3 separate regions of the Mus musculus genome follow, and regions 1 and 2 are each linked to region 3. A link is a contact called in public Hi-C and HiChIP or PLAC-seq data. All regions are on one chromosome and are shown on one strand. The core of a region is the stretch at or near the end of the contact, and the rest is flanking DNA. Distances in the headings are between cores, read along the strand shown.

What was found. HiChIP or PLAC-seq counts read pairs in DNA pulled down with a chosen protein or histone mark. Hi-C and Micro-C count contacts between places; a contact is called where the count stands out from the background.
Region 1: a contact with region 3 is called in a CTCF HiChIP or PLAC-seq map of the NIH/3T3 cell line, with 6 read pairs. The contact joins two enhancer-like sites. A contact is called at or near these places in 1 of 15 datasets of contacts at CTCF or cohesin (the NIH/3T3 cell line), 1 of 484 Hi-C or Micro-C datasets (bone marrow-derived macrophages), 1 of 115 datasets of contacts at active chromatin or transcription factors (embryonic stem cells) and 1 of 9 other capture datasets (embryonic stem cells).
Region 2: a contact with region 3 is called in a Hi-C map of the C2C12 cell line, with 2.1 times the contacts expected there. The contact joins two enhancer-like sites. A contact is called at or near these places in 1 of 484 Hi-C or Micro-C datasets (the C2C12 cell line), 4 of 115 datasets of contacts at active chromatin or transcription factors (bone marrow-derived macrophages, embryonic stem cells, fibro-adipogenic progenitors and 1 more) and 1 of 9 other capture datasets (embryonic stem cells).

Annotation. Positions count from the first base shown.
Region 1 is chr2:61,205,216-61,209,690 of GRCm38.p6, reverse strand. No RefSeq gene overlaps it. Among named protein-coding and RNA genes, the nearest start is that of Gm26422, 73 kb to the left of the region's middle. Within about 2 kb of position 2,285, at least 15 of the 459 cell types and tissues checked have an H3K27ac peak or open chromatin away from gene starts, as enhancers often do. A contact at or near this core is called in the NIH/3T3 cell line, where this site is marked.
Region 2 is chr2:61,137,084-61,141,987 of GRCm38.p6, reverse strand. All of the region lies in intron 2 of Gm39833 (a long non-coding RNA gene), which reads right to left. Among named protein-coding and RNA genes, the nearest start is that of Gm39833, 12 kb to the right of the region's middle. Within about 2 kb of position 3,182, at least 168 of the 459 cell types and tissues checked have an H3K27ac peak or open chromatin away from gene starts, as enhancers often do. A contact at or near this core is called in the C2C12 cell line, fibro-adipogenic progenitors and pancreatic cancer cells, where this site is marked.
Region 3 is chr2:60,746,379-60,751,218 of GRCm38.p6, reverse strand. It overlaps a transcript of Rbms1 not described here. Among named protein-coding and RNA genes, the nearest start is that of Gm33436, 56 kb to the right of the region's middle. Within about 2 kb of position 3,383, at least 77 of the 459 cell types and tissues checked have an H3K27ac peak or open chromatin away from gene starts, as enhancers often do. A contact at or near this core is called in the C2C12 cell line, the NIH/3T3 cell line, fibro-adipogenic progenitors and 1 more, where this site is marked.

The sequences.
Region 1 (4,475 bases), core at 1,036-3,535, 460 kb before region 3:
AAACACAGAGGAACTCTAAAAATATCTCTGAATGTGGGCTTGCATGAGTTTTCCACCTTTGAGGATCTCAGTACTCAAGCAAGACTGGATTTGGGGATGACAAGGAAGTTCCAATTAGTCTTTCTGGTTCTGCAACAGGGCCAGTTACCCTCAGATACATAGCACTTTCCCATGCTGCCCAGCCCCAGCTAACATTTTATGTTAGCTTACAATATAGAGAAATAACGTATTTGTCTGAATATAGACAGTTGTCCTTCCACATATATGTTAGTTTCCTGTGGAAGGGATGGAAATACTGGCTCTTTACAGCTTTTTAAATGCCTGACACCCGTGTTGTGATATCAGCTCTCCATGATGCTCAAGAAGAATAAGTCTCCCATTGGCCATGGGTGGAAAGGGACTCCAAAATCTCTGTGTTAGCTTAAAATGCAGGAAGGAAGGCTTCTTATTTTATTTTTATTTATTTTTTTTTTTTTTGCTTCTTTCAACTGGGGAAAAGTCAAGTTCTCTTCGTTAAGACTAGATATGTTCCTGATTTAATCACTTAAGTCAATAGCAATTATAATAACAGCCTCTTTGAAGACCTATTATGACTTGCTGCAAACAATTGCAAGGTAATTCCTGCCCCAGCATCCCAGGCCTCTTTATAGACTGTACTCGCCCATTCTGATCAGTTTGTTCTATGGAACCACCTCGCCCTGCCCTGACCCAACTTCCATACAGCCCTGCCATTTGCACTTGGTGAGTCCCTTTTAAACATGGCTCCTGAGGCTCCGATCCTTTCACAAGCCTCCAGTGGCCAGTTCACAAATAAATATTGAATGTTTTTGTTAATTAACTAGCCATTGGTAAATCCCCCAAACCTATAATGAGCTCACCGTTCTCTGAATTCCTGTAATATTAGTAAAAATAGTGCTGGATAATGTGTACATTTTATATGTGAGTAAAATATCATTCAAGGCCAAAGACAATGCTGTATATTTCTTTTAAAATAGCATTGAAAAGAGACAAGAGCGAAGGAACAGACAGTGAGAAGCAGGCCGGTGGACATGATCATACAATGTGACAAAGAATTGAGGGGTTGTCTCACCTTTATATAATATATATATATATATATATATATATATATATATATATATATATACACACACACACACACACACACATACACACACACACACATACACACACACACACACACACACACACACACACACACACACTCCATTTGAATAAACCACTATTTGTTAATGCCAGTTTAAAAGTCATGTTACATTAATAAGATATACTTAGAAATCCATTAGGATTTATGTGGATCAAATAACCCCTCTTTAAACACCAATCAAGGGCAGAAGTGAGTTGCAACAGAGCATCATTACCCTGCTTTTGGTTGAATTGAAAAGCCAGTTTCAGGTTGTATTTGTCTTGAATGGCTCATCAAAGCACTGAGCCTGGGCACAGGCAAAATATTTGTAATTCTTCTTTTTTAAGCTAGGAACTATTCTCTTTCCTCATTGAAAGTTAGAGTCATGCCGGGTGTGGTGGCACACGCCTTTAATCCCAGCTCTCAGGAGGCAGAGGCAGGCGGATTTCTGAGTTCAAGGCCATCCTGGTCTACAAAGTGAGTTCCAGGACAGCCAGGGCTATACAGAGAAACCCTGTCTTGAAAAACAAACAAAAACAAACAAACAACAAAAAAAAAAAGAGTCAGAACCACTAGATTTGGGTCTGGCAACTTAAGCCTCTTCATTATTCTTCTTCCTCAATTTTTTTCATTTTACATCAGATTTTCAAGATGCTGAAATCAGTAATTTCCAAAGAAGAATAACAGCCCCCAAATCCTGAAATAAATTAACTTGTAAGACTACCTTTCCTTACAGAAAGCTTACAGATTCTCCGTACTCCCACAGTGTCCTTCCAGATTCTGTCCCTCCCTACCACCAGGCTTAATTCCCTCCAGGTCTAGGGAGAGCCTGCTTTACATTGTAGTTGCCGTCACTACACATTGGTTAAGCTGTCCAAATAAAACAAACTGAGTGCTTATCAACCGTCTTCTAGTGAAATGTCCAGCAACCCTGTTTTGCCTTTGAGACAAGATGTCAGGGGAGGTAAGTGGTTGGAAGGCAGCCCAAGGATGAGAGAGATAATAATATATGTCTATGGGCTGGGAGTCCTCCTAGGACAAAGAGAAGCATTTCCAAGTATTCAGTAACAAAGGAAGGCATGATGCACTAACAGCGTGGCAAGTGTGTCCCCATAGAGCCAAACTGAATGAGGCAGGACTGTTTTCTCTGGATGATTCACCAGTGGTCCATACTAAAGGGAAAGTTTTAATGACCATGATTCATGCTCACCCTTTAAGACAAAAATCCCACCCTCTCATCATTGAGCCTCTAATAATGCTAGTAAGTATGTGTTGAGTAATGCAATCGGCTGCTGCTCTTCTGGGACTTCCTGAGGTGTCCTGGTACTGACTTCTGTTACTCTTGAGGTATCTCTTCTAGAACTCTGAAATAACACGTGCATGTGTGGGAATGTTGGGATGTGATTACAAAACGAGAGGTGAAGAATTCTCCGGCATCAATGCAGATGATTTATTTCGTCAGAAAGCAATTAACCTGGCATCATGTGCTGAAAAGATGACCCTTTCTTGCTTTGCAGTGTAATCCTTGTCAAAGATCATGTGACTGAATCTATCTGATTTTATCTAGATGTTTCATCCTGGTCCTCAGAGTGATATTCTCATTTCAATTCTGTACTGTCTTAGTCTGGGTCACTTTACAATACATCATGTTGTCTGTGAGTGGAAACATTCAGCCTGCCTCTTAGTTTTTTAAGACTTTATTATTTTTAGCACTATATATTTTACACACACCCCTCTTTTATAATTTTTTCAACATGATTCAACATTACTCATGAGTCAAAAGCATTTTACATATTTTTGGATATATGTGTCTATAAATAAATATATAACAATGCAAGTCAGGCTGGGATAACTGAGTTTTTGTCATTCTTTTGGAACAAGGTGATTATCTGCTGGACTTCTTGCTGTGATGACATTCAGATCAATTTGGGAGAAAATGGGGAGAAGACACCAATTTAAAGAAGTTTCTACATTTTTGCTCAGTAAAGATTTCAGTCAATACTATCTTTTCTGAGAAAATGGACCATCCTGCATATATGATTTGTTTTGTTGTACATAAAATGAGAGGGAATACTCCTCAAAGTTTAACTGCTTGCCAGTACCAGATTATCCGTCCAGGAAGGATATAAAGAACACCTTTAGAAAAGGAGGAGCTATGTAAAAAATCAATCATCAGTCAATCAATCAATCAAACAAACAAATAAGAAGCAAAAAACAAAGCACAGAGTTATTTCCTGTCCACCAACAGTCACAGCTGTGTCGGCTGAGACTTTTCCTGCGACCTTGCACCACATTTTCATTTTGTCATCGATAACTTGACATAGTACGGATGTCACCTTTTAGTAACAGTTAACAAAAGGGTTTCTTCTGAATCATTTCATTTTTCAAGATATGTAGTGACAAGTTAGTTTCTGTAAAACAACTTGCCATACACTATTAGTATTTTCAAGTGTTCTAGAAGCCTGTTCCCTGTGTAGATTTAGTACTTGCTGCATGATATAATCATCAAATATGTACTGATCATGCATTCTTATCACACACACTCACACACACACACAACTTTAGTTTAGGTTCCTTTTCCTACTGAATCTGACTGTATAGCTACGTTAAAATTCATCAGTGGTAAAAAATTATTGATAGAATTGCTTATGATCTGATGTTTCAAGCAGTTATGATTGGAATACCGTTAGACTCTTTATATCTTTGACTTTGAAATAAAAATCATTTGTTAGAGTACCTCTCCTCTAGACCCAATCTTGTTTACGCAGATTTATTGAAAATATTTTAGCTTAAATTCTGAAAAAGACTACTCAATTCTTAATCTTCAACCTTTATCAACCCTGCCCCCATTCTCTACCAATCTTCTACATTTATGCTTCTTGGCTGACTCTCAACTTTACTAACAAGCTAGCAACAGAAAACCCAGAATTTGTGTAAAGACTTCATGCTCCCAAGATTTCCTAGGTAGATATAAATCTTTTCTCCACAGGATTCACAAAACTCAATACAAATTTAATTATCCTTCACAACATGGTCAAAACTTGGGGAAGTGGAAAAAAAAGAGAGAGAGGTGAAATTCATATCAAGAACAAAACCAAAATCTAAACACCAGTAATAGCTAAAGAACACCCAGCACATGTGCACTCTCAGGTTAAAACCCAAAGCTTTTAACTCCTACTGTACCTAACCTAGTTCATCTCATTTTATTACCTACCATGTATTTGTTATCCATAAATATTACAAAGTTACGTGCTACCAAAGGGCATAGTCTTTAGGGAGGTATGTGTCATTTAGAGAAATACATATATTGCTTTTAAAAGGATACCTTAAA
Region 2 (4,904 bases), core at 1,933-4,432, 390 kb before region 3:
ATCATTTTGGAGCTTGCCCCAGAATTTATTCTCCTACAAACATTTTTTTATGGAATAAAAAATTTCTTCTAAGTTTGCAAAAGCACAACTTCTAATGAAACTTAATATTTATGCAGAACAGAGCTGGAGAATCTGACAGTTTTCCTTTATCCTTTTCTAACAATAATGCTGCATCCCATCACTGATACACACGCTAGGAAATGCCCACATAAAGGCCAGTGATCACTGCCACGTCAATGTCTGAAGGTATGCTTCTTGTGGCCATTACATTCAATATTTTACCTAGTAACTTTGAAATATATGCAAACTGTCACACAGATGTTTGCAGATGTGGTCCATTAGCGGTTAAAGAATGACAGTCCACAACATGGGAGACCTACTTCATCACTCCGTGCAGAGAGCTGAGCCTTCTCAATCTCTCGTTGAATAAATGGAAACCATTTTGCAATCGCTTCAGGTTACTGTTCACTTCAAACAAGAAAATCTGTATTAGTATTCCTACAGGGGATTTGTAATTTTAGTCTCACGAGTCCAACACATAACAGATGAACTACTTTTTAAAATACCCCCCACAGAGTTGATATTTGGGGGAAAAACATAACTTGCAGTTTAAAAATGCAAATACATTTATTTATTTTAAAAGAAGCAAAACGTGAAACGTCAGAATGGGCTGATGAGAAGCGAATGTTTCCCCGGTGCTGTTCATTTGTTTGCACTGGAGAGAAAGGCTCTGCTCACCAGGGCCACTTCACACAGCAGCGCTGACCTAAATTATCTTTTGCTTTCCATCTTGGTATTTGGCTGCACAAAAGAAATGTAAAAAAGAGAGAAAAGAATTTCTGCCAAACATTCGCCAAAAGTTGAGACTACTAATTCAGTAAGAATAACTTCATAGCTCTGTCATGCTATATTTGTTTGGATGGATGGATGGATGGATGGATGGATGGATGGATGGATGGATGGGCAGATGGATGGATCGATCAGTGGATTAATCAATGGATGGATGGATGGATGGATGGATGGATGGATGGATGGATGGATGGATGGATAGATTGATCCAGGAAGGGTCACATGTAATTGATATTTATTTACTTACTTAGACATGGTGTCATATAGCCCAGACTGGCCTTCAACTCCTAACTCTTTTGCATCCACCTGCAATTGCAGGCATCTGCTATCACTAACAACAACATCTGGCGTTGTTTTACAATGTCATGGCTTCATCAGCTCATTGTTAGAGCAGCATCATGGTTTAGATGACATAGTCTCGGCAGACAGGTGTAGTTTTGGAGGTGAAGTCCTTTGCTTCTACTTCTATTCTAACAATGAGGATGTGAGCCTCCAGCTCTCCTTAAAACCTTCTGCATTGCCAGGTCGTGATGGCGTACACCTTTAATCCCTGTACTCTGGAGGCAGAGGCAGGCCAGTCTCTGAGTTTGAGGCCAGCCTCCTCTACAGAGCAGGTTCCAGGTCAGCCAGAGCTACACAGAGAAACCCTGTCTTGAAAAAAACAACCGTCTTCTTTGTCTCCCTACCATCTGTTTCTATTATATATAATAAATATCACTGGAGCTTTCTTCCTAAGTTTCAAAGAAAAGGCAGAACAAAAAACCAAAATAATCAACCTCCTCTATCTCAACTTGAATTCTTTCTCTAATATTTCTTTTGTTTTTCCCTTTGAGCAATAGTTTTTATTTCTTCATCATTACAATTTACATTTCCCTGATTTGACTATAAAGCTCATGCAGAGCATAGCATAGCATATTTTATTTATTTATTTATTTATTTATTTATTTATTTGATATTTTCTTTATATACATTTCAAATGCTATCCCGAAAGTTCCCTATACCCTCACCCACTCACTCCTGCTTCTTGGCCCTGGCATTCCCCTGTACTGAGGCATATAATGTTTGCAAAACCAAGAGGCCTCTCTTCCCAGTGATGGCCAACTAGGCTGTCTTCTGCTACCTATGCAGCTTTCTTCCCCGGCATTTCTTTTCATAAATTGACATCATATAGGAATAAGATATGCAGTATACATTGTCACTAAATCATCCCTCCCCATGCTCTCCCAATGTCCAGTCTAATCCTAGTTTGTTTACTGTGTTCCTTCTCCACAAATCCAGGAGAACTGGGAAGACAGTTTATGGGGAGGGAAACAGAACTGAGAAAAGCTGGACTTCTCCTTTGCAGACAGTTGGTAGCAACTGGGGGGAAACTAAAACTCTTCACATACTCTTAGCTCATCCTAATGGTTACACTTTCCTGACTATCCAGCCAATGCCTAAAGCTGTTCACAAAACTTCTGGAAACTTAAAATCCCAAGCAGCGAGAGCTTGATAAATTGAAGACGCTCTTCACTTCCTCTCAAGAGCCTCGGAGCACCGAAAAACTCGCCGAGGAGAGCTACTGCAGCCGCTTTGCACAGCACATTTTTGCTGTAGAGATTTGGAGTGGTGTAGGTCGAAATTTTGACCCTAAGCACCGGGAAGTTCCCGCCCATGATGTGAATCCCGAGAAACATCTGGAGTCTTGTGCAGTGAATCTCTAAATCTTCATTTCCCCATGTGGTGCGCACACAGGTTGTACGTTATGATTTAATCAGCTGTCTTTAGAACAACAGGCACTTGGAATTCAAACACATTAGAAGGGATGGTGGTGTTTTGAGAGTAACAGCAGGACCACACTTCTGTCCCAGAGCAGCCCTGGCCGAGAGTTCCTAGGATCCTTTTACACTTGTACAAAGTAAACTTTCCTTCCTTTGGTCAAAGGGACAGGGCATGCGCTATCTCAAAGAAAATCCACTGCTCTTGCGCCTCGTGACTCACCCAGAGACTTGGTTCAACATTAGGTCACCGTGGAACACTGACTGTAGCAGAAACACATAAAGTCTCCAAACGGGGGAGAGGAGGACGCTATTCCGGAATCCTGTTGCCAGAGTAACATAAACCCAGTGTGTTTTCACAAGGAAATGAGTCACTTGTTTCTGTTGGCTAAAACTCTGTTTTCTTTAATTTCATATTTTAGCTTGTTTAATATATGCCGAAAGAGCCCAGGGTTTCCAGTTTTCAGACTGGGATAACTTGCTAATTAAAAGCTCAACAGAGGGTTTTGCATGGCAATTAAACCAAAGGGGATAAAAGGAACACTCTGGCAAGCAGAAGCACACAGGGAACCAGAACGGGGAAGCAAGAGCACTCAGGGCACAATCAGCTGTCCAGAGGGAACAGGAGGGGGATGTGCACCAGGAGGCCCCCAGAAGAAAACAACTCCAAAAGTCATCCACTGGAATGATACAGCACCCTCAGACCAAGTTAACATCTCCTTACCCGGATTCACTGGGTACTGGCATGTTTTTCTTTCTTTTAGATGGTCTACATTAGAAGGCATAGGAGTCACAAGGGCCACGAGATGCAGACTGGAATATAGGCAAGGAAAGGGAGAGCAACCATCTATGGGGCATCAGGAAGCAACAAGGACTGCGACATTCAGCAGAAAAGTCCTCAGTGTTTGGTATAGATGGCATGCATCTGGTGGTTGGGTTTATCCTGTGGGGTTCTAGATGAGGCTTTTTTTTTTCCTGAGATGCTAAAATATCATTTCTCAGTTTCCTAGGAAGGCTATCGTGTGTGTGTGTGTGTGTGTAATAAAAAAAGGTCAACCTTCCCTTAGACTTACTGTAAGTATCATACAGTTAGTTATATACAGAGCATCCCAGTAACAAAGAGGAGAGAGGGGGTGGGGGAAGGGGAGGGGAGGGGAGAGGAAAAGAGAGAAGGAGGGGAGGGGAGGGGAGGGGAGGGGAGGGGAGAAGAGAAGAGAAGAGAAGAGAAGAGAAGAGAAGAGAAGAGAAGAGAAGAGAAGAAAGAGAAGAGAAGAGAAGAGAAGAGAAGAGAAGAGAAGAGAAGAGAAGAGAAGAGAAGAGGAATCAGACCTGGATAATTTTTAAATGCCATCAGAGAGACTGGAGGAATAAATAGGGAAATGAAGCTTCAGTGTAAGGAAAGAAAGCTGGCTGATAGCCTTGGTTATAGGCAACAGTAGGGAAGCCAAAGGAAGAGGGGATTGGGGACAATATCTATAGTGATAGGATCCTTAGGAAGTCAAATGTTCCCATAAGGCAATAAGTGGAGGGTTGGTTTCAGGGGCTGCAGAAGAGATTCTTATCTACAAAGTAGGTAGTACTGACCTACTTACTCAAATGTTATGAAAAGCAAGCACTAAAACCCACCCGTAGTTATACAAGCTGACCATGTATTTGAGGAAAGACTAGCAGAAGGGGAAGTGGAAGCTGTATTTAGTATTTGACTTCCTTTCTAACATTTTTACTTGATATTCAATGCTAGGCTCCAACACCAGTATTTAAGATTCATAGAAAAGCTTTCTCCTCTAAACCAGAGAGTCCTCATGGCTTCCTCATTTCTGCCAACGTTGCTATCATTCTGTCTGTCTGTGTGACAATCTGTGTGACAATCTCAGACTCCAGAGCCGCCTCTGAGTCTTCCCTTCCCTTCCCTTCCCCCCTCTACCCTGCATTCCCTCCTTCTTATCTCCTTATCTCCTTCTCTGCTTCCCTTCCTCCCTCTCTCCCTCCCTCTCCCCCCCCCACACCCCCACATCCTATGTGTCTGATCACTCACCACCTCACCACACTTACAGGGTTTTGTGTAGTATTCTATTATTCTATTGTGTAGACATGCCTTCTTGACTTTTTTTTTTTTTTTTTTTTTTTTTTTTTTTTTTTTGTAGCCAAGTCCGTCCTTGTCCAGAACCCTGGCTGTCACTTCACAGCTCATTTATCACAGCCATTTTCTAACTGGTCTCTGCCTGCAGTCACTCACTCCTGCAATCCATCCTAGTGGTTACTGCAGATGGGCTGTTGTGAAATTCCACTAAACATGTG
Region 3 (4,840 bases), core at 2,134-4,633:
CAAGATAACTCACTGTTATTAACACTCTTTTTTATTAAGGCAGTTGCATACGTTTTCAAAAGCAATGGTGAATTAAGTTGTCTTCCAAAACTGTGTACTTGTCTGGTCAGCTGTACGTGATCAGTTATCTACCTCAGAGGCTATTTTTCTTTTGTGCTGGGACAGGTTGCTGGCCCTCCCTGTTTCCACCGACCAAATCCTCCTAGCTCAGGAGCTAGGGCTAAGCAGTTACTTCTTTTGAGTATTTTTTAGTTCTTAAATTTTATTGCTTGTATTTGATGATAGATGTCAGCGACATTTCATAGTTTCAAAAATCCTTGCTGCTCTGAAAGTGTAGATTCTAGTGAAAATTACATAGTCATAAGAGAAATGTGGGGTTTTTTGTTTTTGTTCTTGTTCTTGGTTTTGGTTTTGTTTCTGTTTTTGTTTTTTTTAAGTTGTGGTATTATTGGTTTTATGCTCCCTAAAACTTGTGCTTTGTGAAGTCCAGACTGAAGGCAGCACACCCTCCGTGGATCGAGTATGTTGATCAGCCCAAGACTCTCACTACTTGATATTTTTTTCCATTAGTTAAGACAGAAAGTTGATAGCTCAGTCAGTAGGGGAGGGGAGATCTGCTGCTAGGTATGTCTGAACTAAGTGCCATACTCGTCTGGGTCAGATTTGGGAAACAACCTCTGTACATATAAAAGAAAAAAAATGTCAGTTAAACATCACATAGTAGACAGCCATTAAATTATAAAAAAAATTAATTTATGAAGAAAGACCTTTTGTACAGATTGAAAAAAAAGATTTTCATAGAGATATCTATATGATCAAGAGAGTTAATTTTTTATTTTTGTTCTACTAGTGCTACATACTTGCCAGTGGTGACTTATTTACCGGTTCAAGATGACTCTGTAGTTTTCTTTCCTAGGACTTGTTAAACGCCAAAAGACATTTTTGAACTGTACATTTGATCAGATTGTTAGCTTTTTCTGTTTTATTTCTTTTGAGAACCTTTGAATAAAAACATCTGAAACTTTCTTCTTCCTGTCGGTTTTTTGAAAGTAGATGGAAGTCACACATCAAAATGTCACCTCACCTCTGACCTCGCTCGTCAGCTCAGTAGGCTGGTTCAGAATTGAGTTGAAAATTAGGTCAGATTCCATATGGACAGAAAATTCCATTTTCTTGAAAAAAAATAAGAAACCTTTCCACTCCTGTGTTGCTACTTGTTTAAATCTGTGCTATGACCTTAGATATCTATTACATATCACCTGGCCCTAAGTCCAGCCCGAACTACCCCACTCATGGTCTGCTTTGGAGCTTCTGGTTCTTTTGTGGTATTGGCAACAGTCCTTGGCCTCAGACATCCTAGGTGGTGCTCTTGCATTAATTACCCATTGCTTGGAACAAAATAAAGACATTTTCCTATTTGCAGCCAGCACTAATATGTCAAAATAACCTTATATTAAACCACAGCCTTTTAAAAGTGGGTTCTTTGTTCACAATTGGAGGCACCCATGATGCACTTGGGGGATGGGGATGGGACCTCTCTTTTCCCTCCCTGACTTGCTTTATTGAAGGCATATAATACCAAAAATTGACACCTACCCAAAGTAGAGTAAATGTTTTAATGGAGTTCATATGGTACTGTCCATATAGTTGACTCGACCAGAGTGGAGGGTAGAATTCCCACTACATTTCTTATTTTCAGTTGTTCAGTTGCTCTGTGTATGTTTGATGGAAGGCTGCTCATAAACCACAGTGCACACTTGGGAGTCAGGGGACAACTTGTGTAAGTTAAGTTCTGTCTCTGCCGTGTGACCCTAGAGATCAAATTCAGTCAGCTCGCTGCACCGTCCCGCAGGCCCTCGTTTCTGAATGACTCCTGAGGTCCGTGGCGTGCTGTCTGAATTAGGTAAGAGACATGTAGATCCCTTTACTTGGAACAGCTGAGAAACCCTATACCCAGTTCTTGATGGCTTCTTGAGCAGAGGAAATATGTCCCCTTGATGCTGAGCAATGCTTCAGAGACAAAGGATGCCACATCCCAGGCGGAGCATGGCTTCAGACAAAAAGGGCATTTCGGAACTTAAGGAATAGATGCCACCACGCTTACTAACTACATACCTATGTGCCCTTCCCTATGAATAACAGCAGAAGCCAGAGGAATCACTAAGTTGCATGGCATCGTAAGCTTTGTTAACCTAATAAGGTCTCACGTTCCCTGTGTATCCAACTGACTACATTAGACAGTCATCCCTTGGTATCCACAGGGGGTATGGGTCCTAAGACTCCATAGATGCCAAGATCCACACATACTTAAGTCCCTTAAGTAATAAATTTGTGGGGGCTAGAGATGGTTCAGTGGTTAAGAGCACTGACTGTTCTTCCCAGAGATCCTGAGTTCAGTCCCCAGCAACCACATGGTGGCTCACAACATCTGTAATGGGATCTGAGGCCCTCTTGTGGTGTAATGGAAGAGAGCTACAGTGTACTCATAAATTAAATGAATGAATAAATAAATATTTGCATATAACTGCCTATATAGTTTGAGTCATTGCTAGATCTTGTGTGATGCCTAATGCAACAAAATGCTGTCTAATAACAGTTATATTGTAACGTTCATAATGACAGGAAGATAGTCCATGCATGTGCAATGCAGAGGTATTTTTCCCTTAAATATTTCATTGAGGACTCTCTAATTCTCATGCAGAATGATGGACATGGGCTAGCCATTTCCAGGAGTTTAGGAACACCTATGTACATGGAACTTGACGTAGTTACATGTTGACTTAGTATACAAAGACAAGGGGCAGCACTTCTGTGGATAAGCCAAAGTTTGCTGGGAGGTTAGCTTGTGTCAAAATTACCTTCTAGTCGGCAAAGTGGAAAGGTTGAACTGTGGGTTGGAAAAAGGAAAAGTATGGATACAACAGTTCTCTAGTGTGTGCTTGCTGCCTTTGGTGGCATTGCAGAGTGCTAGAGTCCCGGTACCCCAGCATCCTTGACTTGATGAGTGAAGGCCCTCTGTATGTCCAAGGGAGCACAAATACAATATCAGTGGGAGAAAGGTGAGGCTCCCTAGCCCCTTAGGGACTGTTTAAATTTGGACACACAACCAACAGTAAGTAGCTTCTCCCCGTCTGCACAGCCCAAAAGAGACAGACCCAGAAACATTGCTACAGAGATCATCAGCCTATCACACTCTCCCTCTTCCCCTTTCCACAAAAAGCCTAATGTATCCAGTAGTTGGGGGAGGGCAGAAGAATCAGAACTTGGGTTTGAAGAAAGCTAAGCGGTTTCTTAAATACCAAAGCAGTGAGATCAGCATCTTCAGCCATGGCTGGGGACAGGGTGGTGACCATGTGCTCTGTGGCTGGCTGCTGTGCACTGGTCAGGATCATCAGTATCTGGGGTCACTGGCACAGCCAGGAGGTGTGCGTGCATAGCCTTCTGGGGGATCAAGTGCTCAGCAGTGGAATTTGAATCTTACTCATGGGCTCCAGAGTGTCTCAGGCACTAGAGCTCCATCTCTGTAAGATAAGATCATGTTTGAGCTGGAGCCACTAGAGGGAGGATTTTATTATTCAACCTTCAGTGTGAGCCCAGAAAGAGACCAGAGGCAGTACGAACTTCAAGGCCAACTGCCAGAGAGTGTTGAATGTCTCAGAGCATGTCCTGCTCAAATTTGGGCTTCAACGGAAGACCCCAAATAGTCGTATTAATCATAGAGATGGGAGCAAGCACCCACATTGTGGGCTTTGTTGCTTAGACTGCAGAGTGACTTTGGTGGGATTTCTAAGGCCAGAGGTGGCCACGGAACAGCAAAAGCCAAAGAGCTGGCAAGCACATAGCTAGGCACAAAGTACCATTAGGTCTCCCTAGCTGCTCCGAATTAAAAGCAGGTGGCATTGGCTTAAACACACACAGTAGTGCTATTATTATTATTCTAAAATGTGAAGACTTGATCATTCACATGGGCACAGAACATAAAGAAGAATAGACATACCCCACCCTTTGGTGCCCCTAAAGCTGTTCTGCTGCTTGTTCCTCTAATGATGCTTCCCCACACTTCACAGAGTATCTCTAACAGCCTTCACATCTTCTTGCCAAGTGGAGACTCTTGCCATTTCACCTCCTAGTGTTGGTTCTGCCAACTGGAATAAGCCAGAATCCTGTTCCAGAAGAAGTCAGTCTGAAGTGAGCAACTGTCACTCAACAGCGCTGTACTTCTCTGGGTTGAACATCCCAGAGAAGCTCAGTTTTATCTCTTCCCCTTACTGCTGGCTGCACACTCCACCCCAGCAGCTCGCCGCCCCCATGTACCTCAACTGACAGCAGTCACTAGGTCACCAGGATCGCCCCCTGCCCTGCTCCATCCAAAGACTCACAACAGTTTCCTTCCTGACTAATTGGGAGCATGATAGATTCTTGAAATATGAAGCGAGAACTTTGGTGACCAGAAGAGTACTCATGCCAAGGTGTTGAGTACAGAATTGTAGGTACAATACAACCTTAAGTATGAAATATTTAAGTATGAAAGTTGAGACTGTATTTCAGAGTGCTTAGTGGATAAAGACCTTATGGAAAGGCCTGTGGAACATTTTTATTTATGTCTAAAACTATGCAAATTATTATGCAAATGCAGGAGAGATGGCCCATTCGTTAAGACTGGAGCAGCTCTTCCAGAGGATCCAACTTTGGCTCCCAATACCCAGGAAGCCCATGACCACCTGTAACTCCAGATTCAGTGCCCTCTACCAGTCTCTGTAGGCACCCAAATAGACATAAAAATATTTTTTTTTCCTTAAGATACTGTATAACACATTGGAAAGCAAGGTAACATGACATG